Regions from separate parts of the Mus musculus genome. Here all the other regions are linked to region 1. The links are chromatin contacts, called in public HiChIP or PLAC-seq and promoter capture Hi-C maps. All regions are on one chromosome and are shown on one strand. Each heading gives the region's core, a stretch centred on a gene start, on an enhancer-like site or on the middle of the called end of the contact. The rest is flanking DNA. Distances are from core to core; before and after follow the strand shown. Region 1 holds the start of Pdzd2 (PDZ domain containing 2). Region 2 has its middle 11 kb from the start of 1700047G03Rik. Region 3 holds the start of Zfr (zinc finger RNA binding protein).

What was found. Promoter capture Hi-C pulls out the DNA fragments that hold promoters and counts their contacts. HiChIP or PLAC-seq counts read pairs in DNA pulled down with a chosen protein or histone mark.
Region 2: a contact with region 1 is called in a promoter capture Hi-C map of hippocampal neurons, with 4 times the contacts expected there. The contact joins the enhancer-like site here to the promoter of Pdzd2 in region 1. A contact is called at or near these places in 5 of 39 promoter capture datasets (the 3T3-L1 cell line, embryonic stem cells, hippocampal neurons and 1 more) and 1 of 484 Hi-C or Micro-C datasets (the N1E-115 cell line).
Region 3: an H3K27ac HiChIP or PLAC-seq map of extraembryonic endoderm stem cells shows a contact between it and region 1, with 9 times the contacts expected there. The contact joins the promoter of Zfr here to the promoter of Pdzd2 in region 1. A contact is called at or near these places in 2 of 39 promoter capture datasets (hematopoietic stem and progenitor cells and hippocampal neurons), 3 of 484 Hi-C or Micro-C datasets (embryonic stem cells and uterus) and 1 of 115 datasets of contacts at active chromatin or transcription factors (extraembryonic endoderm stem cells).

What each region holds. Positions count from the first base shown.
Region 1 is chr15:12,738,355-12,741,353 of GRCm38.p6, forward strand. Pdzd2 (PDZ domain containing 2) reads right to left here and starts at 1,538. Exons shown (of 26, transcript NM_001081064.2): 1 at 1,263-1,538.
Region 2 is chr15:11,976,718-11,979,716 of GRCm38.p6, forward strand. No RefSeq gene overlaps it. Among named protein-coding and RNA genes, the nearest start is that of 1700047G03Rik, 11 kb to the left of the region's middle. Within about 2 kb of position 1,589, at least 4 of the 459 cell types and tissues checked have an H3K27ac peak or open chromatin away from gene starts, as enhancers often do. A contact at or near this core is called in hippocampal neurons, where this site is marked.
Region 3 is chr15:12,116,242-12,119,240 of GRCm38.p6, forward strand. Zfr (zinc finger RNA binding protein) reads left to right here and starts at 1,610. Exons shown (of 20, transcript NM_011767.2): 1 at 1,610-1,706; 2 at 1,998-2,097. The coding sequence starts at 1,670.

The sequences.
Region 1 (2,999 bases), core at 288-2,787:
CCCAACACCTACCAGCCCTGCTACTCCTACCCGGTAACACACCACACAAGCTCACACCACGGTGTAGCTTTTATAGTAGCAGCAGTTCCTGGCTCATCCAAATAGAAGAAGAAATTCATGGAGCTAGAACAACCACCCACAGCCAGGGGTGTGCTCTGAGAGATTTTATTCCGCCCTCACAAGCAGTCCTCCCACACCACACCTGCCAGCGTGTACCTACCTGGCTCCCACCCAGAAGGCACGGGCCAGAAAAAGCTGACCCAGTAGAAACAGTCGAGACCCTATCGCCCAAGCCTGGAGCAGAGATGAATGTGGGAGGTTCCTCCCCCCCCCCCCCCCCAAGAGAAGTGCTGTGAAGATTCAGGGGTGTGTCTGCAAGAGAAACTCACTTTCTTTGGTCACTCCACAACCACTTAACCTTCAGGAGCTTCATTGTGACTTGTCAAGCAAAACCCATGGAAGAGGCAAGCCCCAGCTCAGGCCTCCACAATGCCCAAATCTCCAGTATATGCCTGGACTCTGGAATGCCCCAGTGTCCGACTTTCCAGTGTTTGCCACCAGCACATGCCAGACCTGGTGTGACTCCAGGGTCCCTTATCAAGAGCTATGCAGAGAGCAGGGCTGCTGAAGGGCCGCTGGTAAACTTCTGTCCAGGGTCCTAGATGCTCCCCCCACCACAATTCAGTCTTGTGCTTCATTGGGAAAGGCGGGCAGGTGGTTTTTTTTTTGGGGGGGGGGACTTCAGGAAGAAATACTTTCCTACTGGAACATCCCTTATCTCCCTGGCAGATGACATTAAACCCCCAAAGATGCCCTTGCTCTTCATGCGGACTCTTTCTCGCGCCACTTAGTGGGCAGGGGGGTTAGCGAGAGATGAAGCGCGGGAGGATGGTCCTTAAAACAGTAACTGGCTAAGGTAGAGAGACAAACCAACACACTGGGATAAGGATTCTTGGCCCGATTTAGGCGTCCCAGGCAAGGCGCCTCCGGTTATCCCGCTGTCTCCATCTCGCTCCGCCCAACCTCTCTCCTCCACTGTGCCCCTCTTACCTCCCACTAGAAGGAAGAGGAGTTTGCGCCACCTAACGCGGGGACCCACTTGGGTGCCCTCACTCGCCTCTTTGCTTGAACTGGGATCCCCACACCCGATTGTCACTGAACTTTCTCCAGCGCACACCGTCTTGGGGTTATCGAGCTCAGCTACCCCGCTAGCCCACCCGAAGCCCCACCCCCGTCGCGGCTGCGGCGCCAGGTCTCTTCACCTGTTCGCGGATCGGCGGAGGCTCGAGCCGCTCCTGGAGCGTCCAGACTCAGGCGCCGCCCGGCGGTGCCGGCGCAGCTACCGCCGCCCCTGCCACCACCACCACCGGTGCTGTTGCCGCGCCTGCCGGGAGAAGCCGCGCCGCAGGGGTTTGCTGGTTGCCGCCGGAGGCGCGATCCCGAGCGTCTTGCGATCGGTGGGGCGCTTGGAGGGCGCCCGCCGCAGCCGCCCCGCCGCGTCCCACTGCCCGCCGCTAGTACGCACTGGCGCTGGGAGTGAGCTTCTCGCTGCGCAGCGCAGGGATGCTCCGAGCCTCCAGAATGGGCGGGGATTCCTTCCCTCTGCTGGATCCGAGGGGCGGGAACTACCTTCCCGGAGTGACAGGCCCAGGGGGCGGGGATTCCCCTGCAGGAATGACAAGGTGGGCGGGGATTCCCCCGAGCAAGCCCCTGAGCGGGGAGGACCGCTCTCCCAGGGAAACAGCAGTCCTAGTGCGCCGGCTTCCTGGGGATCCTGGGAGGAACCGATCCAGGGAGACTGCGGCTCAGAAACGCCATGTAGGCAGGGCTTGGGGCGCCATCTAGGTGGAAGAACTAGAGCTAGGAGGTTTAATTTCCTTTTGCATAGCACTTAACATAGCACATAGCGGAGAAAAATGTCAATTGCCTTATCAGAGATTGGGTGGGGAGGCCCAGGGAGACCGGAGAAAAGCCAACCATCCATCCACTGGCCTCTGGTCCTTAGGATACTTAATATAGTCTTGGTATGAGCATTCCTCGGGAGAGAGAACCTCTTTGCGTCTTAAGAACCTCAGAGCTGTTAATCCTTCAATTAAGCCGCTAGAGGAAATTCCATGGGCCCCAGGATGGAGGATTTGGACGTTGTGAACCTCCTTCTGAGTGAACCTCAAGAGCTAAGGCCAACTGCCCTTCGTTTTATTCCAGGTCACTGGGAAAACGGGAGCCTCTAGCTTTTTGGATGCTTCATCCCACAGATTTTCAGGAAGTCTTCAAATATTTTTGGTTCCCTTTTTTTTTTTTTTTTTTTTTTTGTCATCCTTGTCATTCTGCCTACCACAGGGAGAGGACGATAAGAACATAATAGGGAGACCGCACGGCTCTGCAAATTAAGCTCTCTTGAGAGGAAAAAGCTGGTCTTTTTCAAGTGCTGGCAGATAAGGGTAAAAACATAGGAAAAATTACAAACCTCGGGATCATGAGTTGGTGAATAATGCTTTTGACATTTTCTGCAGAACAGTAATTGGAAATCTTTTGCTTTGAGGGAGGTGAGGATACGTTGGAGCATGGCTAGGCTCTAGATTTGCCCAGCAAAGCATTAAGAGCTGCTCTCTTGGAAGAGCAGCTACGTCACCTGCAGCCCTCATGGAGTGTCCCTCAGCACCAGAGACCAGAGTAGACCCAAGGCGTTTCTAGATAGTATTTTCAGCAAGTGTTGGGGTTCTTGGATTCAGCTTTTCCTTGGCGTTTATAATTCCCAATCCACAGAGATCAATGTCTATACAAATCCAGGCCTGGGTATTATAAACGGCAGTCTTCACCGCCTGAAAGCTTCTCCTCCTGTCTATAGAGAAAACCCTTACCATGCAGAACGGAGCAGTGGATTGTTCTGTGTAGCGCTTAGGAGGTGTTCAATGAAATAGGCACCATTGCCTAGAAAGGTGTTATTAGGATGCCACTAAAAATCCTCCCACAATTATGCAGTGCTATCTGTTTGTTCA
Region 2 (2,999 bases), core at 339-2,838, 760 kb before region 1:
GATGGACGTAAGAAACCCAGCAAGATTCGCCGGGTCAGGTGCTAATCCTAGCTCTTTATTCTAAACAGTGAAAACTAGGGCAAGGGTTACTTCAATAAAGTCCATTGCTACATCAATTAACAAAAAATTCTGCCATCCTCCTGTGCCTGCTACACAAGGACATAAGTAAATAGGGGCTCAAGGTTTAGAGTTAAAAGATGGGAGTTCAAATCCCACCCCTGCCACTTTTGCTATTTGGACCACATCAGCGATTCTCTGGAGACCTCGACTTCTTCCTGTACAAAATGTTGTCTGGTTTTTTTGTTTTGTTTTTTCGTTTCTCAGAGAATGAAAATCGGGTGGAGAAATAAATGCCCCACAGCTGCTACCCATGGTTCTCTAGCCCTGTTCTCAATAAATGTGGACTCCTAACCCACATCTGTGTATATAACAGGCTCCCCACAGGGCAGCTCACAGTAAGGGATAGTTCTACAAAGTTAGCAGGCAAACCTGTCTAGTTCAACTTTTCAACACTTAGAGGAAGGAATCCTAAGCAATCTTAAGCTGTGCCCTCCCACACATCCCTGATTACTGCTACAGTTTTAAAAAGACAGGGGGGAAAAGCTGTGGACCAGGCATGGTGATGCATGCTTTTAATCCTGGCATTCTGGAGGCAGAAATGGGTGGATGTCTGTTAATTCCATCTGGTGTATGTAGTGAGTTCTGGGCCAGCGAGGGCTACACAGTGAGACCCTGACCCAAAAAAGTAAGCACATAAATATAAGTTAGCAAACCCAGTCTTGGATGCAATTCGGATTCATCTCTAATGTGTACACCATCAACCTTTCTGAGATGCTTTTCGGATGAAAGCGGCTTCTATTTCAGGGACCACCATGAGGACTCAATTGTGCTGAATTATCAAGAGTTTCTAAGAGCCTCCTCTGCCTAATAACTAATGGCTGTAGAATGAGCAAGAAGCCATTTCTCATCTTCAAAAGCAGCAGAGTTCCCAGGTTACATGAATGTGGGTATGGATGCCTAGATAACAAAAATCCTGTTACTAACGTCTCTGAAGAAAGCCTTGGGACTTCTGAGAGTATTTTTAGTGGATTCATATTCAAACTTGAACCCCAGAAGACACTTTCAAACCTGAGGCATAAAAACGTGCTGATGGTCTAGGGTGGCATTTCAAAAGTCACGCCAGGACAACCCACAAGGAGAGGAACGTGAAACCAGCCGACTCAACCTAAGTGTTTGATAAAAGAAGGCAGGTAAACTCTTTCTCCTCTCGGATGCCCACCCATGCCCTGCACGCCTCTACAGCCTACACGGGCCACCTAATTGACAACCTACTTTTCCAACTACAGACTTTCTCCCGCATTTGACAGCTTCCACTTTCCCCCCACGAGTCGTCAGCTCCAGTGAACCTCACTTAGGAAATCTCAGAAATGACAGTTGTGAAAATCGAGAAAAAAGAATTCCCAGAATAAATCAAAAGGCATAATTAAATGATCCCCAATCCTAGATTGAAAGCTTTCCCTAGAAGACATTGGGAACATGACTGTCTTGAACGGGTGTCTGAGGGAGGGAGTATTTAAGTGTTCTCTTACCATTCTTATACCAATGTGCATTTTTAGAAAATAAAGCTGTTGTGTTTTGGACATGAAATTTCTCCCATAGGCTCGTGTGTTTGAACATTTGGTCCCCAGCTGGTGTCACTCTTTGGGGAGGTTATGTAACCTTTTGGAGGTAGCTCCTTGCTGGAATCTGTCACAGGAGAAGGCTTTAAGGTTTGGCTTTCACTTTTAGTATATATATTTCATACCTGCACATAACATTTATCATAGCCATCCCACCCCCAACTCCTCCCAAATCTACCCCCATCCTAACTTCATTTCTTTTATAACCTACCTAGTCCAGTTTGTGCTGACAGGATTATTTAGAGGAGTCAAGCCGGTGGAAAGGGGTGTTATACATGGGTGTCCTATCTACGACTGAGCGCTCCCTAGATAATGTCTGTATTGGTCAGATATGAGTTTCTGCATTAACCAGTGTCTACTGCACAGAGAGACTTCTCCCATGAAGACAGAGCTGCAAATTTAAAGGACACGTTGCTACTATGACCCTTTAGCAGAACAGCAGTAGTACATCCACTATGGTTCGCAGCAGTGGGGACTTGGAACCTCTTAGCCATTAGTTCTTGGCCAGATTAACATTTCCTCCTAGGCACTGGGCCTTAACTCCAACCAGAAAGTCATGACTCCTTTAACATGTCACTGCTGCACCCATGGTGACTCCTGTAACATGTAACTGCTGCACCCATAGCCATTATCTTGGCACAATGGTCACTACTGTAGCTCCCAGAATTCACAGTTCAAGTAAAACTGTTGACTCACGCCCCCTACCCCCTACAGCCTACATTGCACCTTCTGGTACTATGAAAGCTGGCCAGAGATTTCCCCACGTCCTGCTACCAAATATGATGTCTTCAGCAGCGGGGTCTTACCAGGTTCTGATGGGCAAACATGAGCAACAGCCTTTTTTTTTTTTTTTTTTTTTTTGTGGTGGTGGGTGGGAGGGTCACCTGACCAACAACTCAAGGAGAGGCATCCCATACTAGGCAACCTACGTAGGGTAGCTCCAGCTAAACTCTTGTATATATAGATGTATTTGTAAATTTAGAAAGCATGATTTCCAAATGGCTTTCTCAAACATCCTTAGTGCTATCCCTCCCACAACTCCCTCAACTGCCCCCAATGTCCCCACTGAGTGCCGTCCTCTTAGTGTGGCCCACTTGCTGTCCTTGCTCTGCTTCTTGACCTTCGATGCACTGTGACCAGCCAGATTGCTACTCCTGTCCCTGTGCCTTCCCTACCTGCTGCCACACGTCTTCCCCATCATGATGCTCACTCTGAACCTCTAAGCCGAACAAATACAAAGCCTTTGTTCCCTTGTTTCTGCCAGGGTATTATATCACAGCAATAGGAAACTAAACAAAACTAGGCCGGAAGCTAAACCCA
Region 3 (2,999 bases), core at 360-2,859, 620 kb before region 1:
CAGCAGGGGGCTGCTGGATGGCCACGAGGCAGGTGAGAGGTGAGGTGCAGCGCTTCCTAGGCCTTGGTGGAGGCAGGGTAAGAGCAAGACGACAGAAATCAGTCCAGGAGTGGCTGGGAGAGGGGATGGAAGGGGAGGGAGAGCCCAGCGGAAGCAGTATAGTGAGTGCCAGGTCTCCAGGTCAGCCAGCAAGACCCTAACTAAAGGAGAAAGAGAGAGAGAGAAGAGAGAGAGAGAGAGAGAGAGAGAGAGAGAGAGAGAGAACGATCGCTAGCTCAGGTCATCTCAGCTCCATCCCTAGCAGTAGAAAAGAAATGGGCGGGGGGGGGGGGGGTGGAGGTGGGGGAGGTGTGACTGAAAATGGCCTGAGACAATACAGAGATAACACTAAAGCATCTGTAATGAAGACACAGTTGCATGCAGTAAAGAACTATTTATAAAGTATTGATCCTGACCCAGGGAGACCTGGCACTCTTTTGAAGCTCAGGTAAGGAGTGAATAGGTGGGTAGTTTCTATTTTGAAACACTGTCTCCCTCTGTAGTGTAGGCAGGTCTAGAACTCTGGGAAATCCTCCTGTCTCAGCCTCTCCAATGATGGGATTTATAGGTGTATGCCCCTCTACCCAGGAAATCTAAGACTCTCACAAAGACATTTGAACTGGTCATCCCCGCACTCAGTTCTAGCCAGAGTGACTTCCTTGATACTCTATAGACTTCTCCACTGCCCTTCCTCCAGGTAGCTACCTGGGTGGTTTTCTTGCTTCTGTCAGGTCTCTATTCCAGGGCTTGCCCTAACCGCCCGAACTCCCCTTATCTTCATTGTCCTGTTTTTATTCCTAATACTCCAGTCCCACCCACCACATTTTCTATGTTTTTGGCTCTAGTGTGTCATAAGACTTCCCAGAACAAAAATTCCATGTGAACAGGGATTTTGTTTTGCTCCTACAACATGTCACGTTTCGTTTCTGGCATCTACAACGCCCAACACCTTGTTGGGGGCCGCCAACATGACCCTGAAAGGCTCCTTGTCTGTGAGGTGGGGCGGGGTCTTGGCAAAATGTGTGACCCCTGTGACAGGCAGGGTTCTGGGCAGATGCTTGGTGCAGCACTTCCTCTGCTCTTTTCCCCCCCATCGTTGTCTCCTCCCCTTTCCAAAGGCCAGTGACAAGCAACAGGAATTAGGCCAGCTCAAATGTTAATGGAAATTAAAGGAGAGAGGAGGGCTGAAAGAGAGAACAAACGCAGCCGCAAAAGTAAAGGAAACCGGTGAAAAAGTAAGGCGGCGAAAAGGCCAACAGACGTCACGCTATCTGGTCACGCTGCCCGACTCCCCCGCGGCCGAGCGAGGCGCTCTTCCTCCGCCTTGTAGCCTCCCTGCAGCGGGTGCGAGTCACCATCGCTTAGGATAAGGCCGGGCCCGTAGTCCCACGAGAGAACCCCACATCCGCACCCCAGAAATCCGCTCCTCGGGGGGCCCTGCGCCAGCCCCCGGGTGGGGGGTGGGGGGGTTGGCGCGGGGCGTAAGGACTACATCTCCCAGGATGCATCGCACTAGCGCGCTTGCGCGGTGCGGCCGGCGGCGGCGGTCTGTTCTCCGCTGAGGAGGAGTGGGGCAGAGGAGGGAGGCAGCGGGTGAGAGTTCAGAGTTCAGCAGCAGCAGCCCGAGCCCATGATTCCCATATGCCCTGTAGTTTCTTTCACCTATGGTGAGTCTAAATGTGGCCCGTGGAGGCCTCTGCCATGCCCTGCCCCGGCCCTGGGCGGCGGGTAGGCGCGGGGGTTGGGGCCAGCTCCGGGGAGGAGGCGGCGGCCGCCACCCGGGCGTGCGAGTGAGTGAGGGAGTGCGGGGAGGGAGGCGGACGGCGGCGCGGCCGCGGTCCCCGCCGGCCAGGGCGGCTTCTCACGGCCCCTTTTCTCTCCCTTGCCATCCCTCGGCACCCCGACCCCTTGACGGCTGCCCTCCCGCCATGGGACCTGACTCTCCGTGCCCGCCGCAGTGCCCAGCCGGCTGGGGGAAGATGCCAAAATGGCGACCGGCAACTACTTTGGATTCACCCACAGCGGGGCGGCGGCGGCGGCGGCTGCGGCCCAGTATAGGTAACGGCTCCCCGCCTTCTCCCTTTTTCCTCTTCCCTCCGCGCCCCGCGGTCCGGCTCCCGCCGACGCTCCGGCCCCGCGGCCGCATCCGCCCCCGCCCCCGCCGCACCGCCCCGAGAGCCCGGGTCCCCGCGGCAGGCGCGGCCGGGAGCCCCCCGCACCCTCCCCACACCCGCCCTTCCCTGCCGTGTCGCACTCGGCCTCCGGCTCCGGCGGACAGCGGCCCCCGGAGGGGCCGAGACGGGGGAGGGATGACTGCGGAGGGGTTGGGGACGTGGAGGGCCTTGGACGGCCCCGGAGGTAAAATGGCCTCCCGCGGCCTTGGAGCGGAGCCGAGCCGCCCGCTGCGGCCCCTCGGCTTCCCGGGTCCCCGCCTCCACCCTGTCACCCCCCCACCTCTTATCTTCCCTTTGGCTCGGGGAATGGAGAGAGAGTGAGCCGAGGGGCCTCGCGCGGAGTGCGGAGTCAGCGGCCTCTACCGCGACGCCCCCGGAGCCCAGATCACACAGCAGGTCTTTGTCGGTACCTTCCCTTGGCCCTGGGTCCCCGACGCCACCAACCACCCCCCTGCCCCCAGCCCCTCAGATTAACTGCCACTTTGCCAGCGTCATCGCCTCCATCTCATTCCCTTTGGGTTTTCTTGCTCGCGGAGATGTTAATATGCCAACCACCTGTGAATCGTTTAGCTGTTAGACCGAAAAAGATGTGCGAAGTTCCTAGGGTAGATGATGCGTGTGTAGCCTTTGGAGCCATTGAGGACGGCTCCAAGTGGACCGGTGGTTCTCCTTTGAGGTCTTCCCCCCTGCCCCTCGCCCCGCCCGGGGAAAAAGAAAATGCCAGTGACTGTATACCGAGTAGTTGTGGTGCCTGGGATGAATCCTCTACCTCCAGATAGCTGTCAT